Regions from separate parts of the Anser cygnoides genome. Here region 2 is linked to region 1. A link is a contact called in public Hi-C data. All regions are on one chromosome and are shown on one strand. The core of a region is the stretch at or near the end of the contact, and the rest is flanking DNA. Distances in the headings are between cores, read along the strand shown. Region 1 holds the start of PPP2CB (protein phosphatase 2 catalytic subunit beta). Region 2 overlaps WRN (WRN RecQ like helicase).

What was found. Hi-C and Micro-C count contacts between places; a contact is called where the count stands out from the background.
Region 2: a contact with region 1 is called in a Hi-C map of liver, with 14 times the contacts expected there. The contact joins the enhancer-like site here to the promoter of PPP2CB in region 1. A contact is called at or near these places in 2 of 7 Hi-C or Micro-C datasets (both in liver).

The regions. Positions count from the first base shown.
Region 1 is chr4:63,649,352-63,651,956 of Taihu_goose_T2T_genome, forward strand. It overlaps PPP2CB (protein phosphatase 2 catalytic subunit beta), which reads right to left and starts at 1,330. Exons shown (of 7, transcript XM_048049715.2): 1 at 1,112-1,330. The coding sequence starts at 1,213.
Region 2 is chr4:63,704,501-63,707,105 of Taihu_goose_T2T_genome, forward strand. WRN (WRN RecQ like helicase) reads left to right here. Exons shown (of 34, transcript XM_066996287.1): 16 at 323-429; 17 at 1,105-1,292; 18 at 2,463-2,605. Among named protein-coding and RNA genes, the nearest start is that of WRN, 21 kb to the left of the region's middle. Within about 2 kb of position 1,306, at least 1 of the 3 cell types and tissues checked has open chromatin away from gene starts, as enhancers often do. A contact at or near this core is called in liver, where this site is marked.

The sequences.
Region 1 (2,605 bases), core at 80-2,579:
AGCAGAGAAAAAGCCTTTAAAGCAAATGGACAGTCCCAGCATGGGTAAAAAAAAACAAAAAAGGGAACAGGATAAAGGAAACAGAGATTGGAAGGCCCAGCTAGGAAGTCAGGACTGCTGGCAAAAGCATTTGCCAGGAAGCCACAGCCTGGAGTCCTAGAGCATCTCCCTGCCTGTGACATCCAAACAGCTCCCACCTTTCCAAAGAGTACCCCTGGCACGTTACGGGGTGGCCGTGTGGACCCTTTCTGCTGTTCAAAGACCTGAGAAAAGGAAATACCTGCGTCTTCTGAAAGCTGGCATCAAGGTGTTCAGTCACTGGCCAAAACGCATTGCCAAGAAGGAGCATCAGAAAAGATGATTTGCTTCTGAGAAAACCGAGCAAGATGCACAAGTAACAGCATGACAACGCCAACCTCGCCATAAGCGACGTGATGCTAAAGGGAACGCTGAGCTAACTGCTCTACCTCCTGTGCCTGACAGCTATTAGCTGGTCTGGGAAAGGAAGCAAAGAGGTTCTCTGGACTGTCTGGTGCGTGGCAGTGGTCTCTGTTGGTTGCTGAGATAGGAAGCAAACAGAAAGGACAATCTTTGCTACCATATTGTGAAGAAGCCTACTTCAATTCTTCAGTCTTGATCTAAGTCCAAAGAAAACCCTAACTTTGTCATAGATTGCAGAACTGAGGGAGCATTCACACACAGGCATTTAACTTATAAAGAAAAATCCATCATGACTTGCCTCCTGACAGGCAAAAAAGGCTCTTTAACAGCGTGCACCGAACGCACCCAACCAGCGATCCGCCAAAGGCCTGTCCCAACCAGAACCACGTCCTTCTCCCAGCCGTTCCCTGCTCTTTACCCCTCCAGCAGCGTGCAAGCCCGGTCAGGTCAGCAGCACGACTTCCCCACCACCCCGGCCCTGCTCGGCCCCTCGTCAGGTGCCCGCAGCCCTCCTCCCGGCGTCGGGGGATTCAGGGCCGCCGTCTCAGCGCGCCTCGCTCCCCTTCCCCCCCCCCACGCCCCCATTTTCGGCCCCTTTGGCCTCAGCTGCTCCCTCCCTCCCGCCCGCCCCAACCTCCAGCCGCCCCCGCCGCAGCCCTGCCCCGCTCACCTCCTCGCAGAGGCTGCGGACCTGGCTCTCGCTCAGCTGCCGGCACTCGTTGAGCTGCTCGATCCACTGGTCCAGCTCCTTGGTGAACCCCTTCTCCTCCATGGCGGCGGCGCTGCCCGCCGGGGGCCGGGGCCGCGGCCTGCTCGGCTCCCCGTAATGGCGGCCCCCCCGGCGCTGCGCACTTCCGGCCCGCCGCCCCCTAATGGCGCCGCCCCGGCATAGCACCGCCCTGTCATGGTGGCCGCCCCGTCATGGTGGCTGTTCGCATGGTGAGAGGCCCGAGCGGGGAGCCCCCGGCGCTGAGCACGGCCTGTCGCACGCTGGTCCGTGCTCCCCGAAGAACAGCGACATCGTCGTGAGGGCTTCGTCCCTATGCCGGGTGCCTGAGGAGCACGGCAGGCGCCGTCACGCTGTCACAAAACCTTGGTGGCATGTGGGGGTGTAATAAAAGCTTTCTGTAATCCTGTCACTGTGCCCGCGTTATTAATCTGCCTCACCATGCTCCTCTGAAATGTTGTGGAGTAGCGCATTAAGCCTACCATCTGTAGGCTGTCCCCAGTAAGGATTTAACCACATCATGTATGCTACAGCATCCATATGTTGCATCATACTATACGAGGGCATTTAAAATTAGCATGCATGTGCAATGATGTACCTAAAAGTCTTCTCCCAACATCTGCCTGCAGGCTGGCGCTTTATCCATCTCATAGCCAGCTCTAAATCACTACCAAAGTGTGAATATTTCTATGTACTGCAGCATACCAAAATCCTTCCCGGATCTTCTGTGTCTTTTAGGCACGAGTTTCTGCGTTTTCATCCTGCCTAACAATGCTGATACATAATTTCCTCCATTCCCACAGGGTAAAACGACCAGGCTTGCTAGACTTCTCTTTCCCTGAGGTGAATTTGGAAATCAAAGGGTTCAAAACATCTTGTACCTTTAGTGAACTTTCCAACCTAAAACACATTTAGCAAAGTAAAAGGGAGCAATATATAAAAAATATTATTTTTTAATTACTCTTAAAGATCCTTTGCCATTTCCGTATCCACAAAAGACACCTTCCGGGAGCTGTTCACATCACCCATTTAGAGCAAAGAGCTTTTAGCTTGGAAAACCCAGCCAAGAGACTGTTTGGGGACTTATTCTCCATCTCGACGGGTTCACTCTGCACAGAAATGGAAATCTCAGTGTGGTATGAAGGTACACACTGACACGCTGGTAGCTGGGTATCCTCTTTGCCCTGAGCCAATGCCAAGAAATGACAAAGAGAAAAACTCTGTAATTTTGTAAGTATTTGAGGCCTAACGTTAAGCTCTGTGCTCTTAATCCTGCAGTTATTTCAAAGCAACCTTACAGAACTCAGGTTCCCTGATTTTCCAATTTTCATACACTTGGGTGTTTTGCTTGGTCATGTCTTTTCAGAAGGTTATTTTTAACAGGATTGCCCGCATCTGTGGCACTGCAGAGAACTTGGCAGTCCTGTGATGAAGTTT
Region 2 (2,605 bases), core at 56-2,555, 55 kb after region 1:
GGGCATAACCATCAGTAATAGCTTAAGAATTTACCCCCTTGTAGGAGATGTGTTGGAGACTTGAAGCTTGGATAAGGAAGGAGAAGCGTGTGGGGGGGAATCTGTTAGAGCTGTTTCATCTACTTTGTACAAAAAGCAAGCCTATATAAAAATTGGTTTGGCGAGTCCTTACAGCAGAAGACATCCCAGAAACAAGAATGAAAGCACACCGGTGCTTTTTGAGGAAATTGAACAGAATATGGTGTTAGTATTTTGTAACTTCCCATGTTGGTTTATTTGCCATGTAAGTATTGCGTCCATGCTGTGGTTCTGTCCCCACCAGGTATTGCCCTTATAGCTGTTGACGAAGCTCACTGCATTTCTGAATGGGGCCACGACTTCAGAAATTCCTTCAGAACCTTAGGCTCACTAAAGAAGGCTCTGCCAACGGTAAGGTTTTCGGAGGTGCTTAATTACAACTTAATTTCACACAGTAGCTTGACATTTCATCGCTTGATGTTACTCTTTGGGAGTACTTACCGTGCTGTTTTTGGGAGCTTGTGCAAGTCCTTGCTAGTGAATGAACTTCATTGTGGTTTTGATCTTTTTTCCAAATCTTTAAAGAGAGGATATTCCGAACCTGGACTGCCAAAACTTCTGAAAAATAATTACTTTTGTTGGATCCCTGTGTGCTGAAAGGTGTCGATCCTAAGCTCCTGGTTTACTTGCAAGGACAAACAGTTATAACTTCCAAATGCATTCCGGAAGCATTTATTGCATAAACTCCAAAACTTAGACCTGAACTTCAGATCCTATTCTTGAAAATTTTCCCTACGTGTTCCCTAACCTTAGCCAACCACATCAGAAAATAGCTGCAGACTCACAAAGATGCAACTAAAGACAGGAATTAAGAAGTCTCTGTACATTAAATGTTCTGTCGATGGTCTACACCGTTAAGGAGGGTAGACAGAGCTCCAGGAGGCTAAATATTAACTGCTTTCCAAATAGCTGAGCTGATCCAATGAACATAATCAGACTAAAGTGCCTGTTTACATGCTAATCAGTTTTGACTTGTGATCTTAAATCATTGAGAGGTATTGGACTTCTGTTGTCTTTTTATTTCAGGTTCCCATTGTTGCTTTAACTGCCACTGCAAGTCCCTCAATTAGAGAAGACATAGTGAATTGCCTGAACCTGAAGAATCCCCTGGTCACATGTACAAGCTTTGACAGACCGAACCTGTACTTAGAAGTTGGACGACAGAGTGGAAATATCCTTAGGGATTTGAAGCAGTTCCTTACTAGGAAAGGAAGGTAAGGATTTAAGCCTGTTTTGTGTTGTTCTGTCAGATATAAATCTATTAAGTACTAAGGTATCAGTAGGGTGTACAAAAAAACTGGTACCAGTCTTCAAATGATCTGGTGAGGAAGTGTCTGGGCTCTCTCCCTAGCTTGTCTGATATCACGCTAGTCATTCATCACGTTCTCCCCCTTGTCCCTCATCTTCCTTCCCTAGTTTAAAAAAGGTTTGAGGCAAAGAATGGTGGTGTCCCACTGTTTGCATGTTGCTGACTGTAGGATTTTTGACTGTAGGATTTTCAAGATCGTTTTATGCTCAGGAGACCTGCCAGCACACTAGCGCAGTTAGAATGAGAGTGGTATATTAGCTGGTGGTTTCCTACCTAAACAACAGTGTCCATAATACGTGAGTTGATAACTAATATAAAATAAGATTTTTGTGGTATTTTTTTCTGAGGAGGCTAATCTAGCAGAAGAAGAATTGCAGTCTTTCTCTGTTAGCAGACCCACCAGTATACCCACAAGAGTGGGTTTCCTGCCACTTCCGTCTCCTTGTCACAAGTTACAATGTCTGATTCTACAACAATATAAATAAATCTCATAGCTCATTTGTATGTTGTTATATAAATGTAGACCCTTTAAGTAGCATCTGTAGAAGTTCGTTTCCCGATGACTTTTGGGAACCTGGAAGGCCTTATGCTGCTACTTCTCCAGCACAGACCAAAATAATCTCTTTTGCAAGAGACACAAGACTTCCAAGTCTGCTTTTCCAAAGGACAGACAACTTGAAGTACTGCGTTTTTGTAAAAGGGTCGAAATGCCTCCTCTTTCTTGCTTTGCAAAGAGCTCATTGGCAAACTCTTCGCGTGCTGTGAAGTCTGGAGATCAGTCTCAAGCACAGAAAGCTGTGTGCAGCCTAGGAGCACAAATATGTTTGATACAATGGCTCTGTGGGAAGATGCTAAGCTGGCTTTAATCTGCGTTACTTCAGTATATAGTGATGACATTTCGTTCTAATTGTGATATTATCTCTGCATAACAACGTATAATCTGATCTGTTTAAATCTTCAGAATGATGAATTGCTGCAGAAAGCTACGTTGCTTTTTCAATTAGAGTGAAGCGGAGTTTTTGCCAAAGGGTCACTTCATCTGTTCTGCATTTTAACATGTTGCTATCACTTTTAGCAGTTCTGAGTATGAGTTTGAAGGCCCTACCATCATCTACTGCCCTTCAAAAAAGGCCACAGAAAAAGTTGTGTCTGAACTGACTAAACTCAATGTGCTTTGTGGTGCGTACCACGCTGGAATGGGAATTCAAAAAAGGAGAG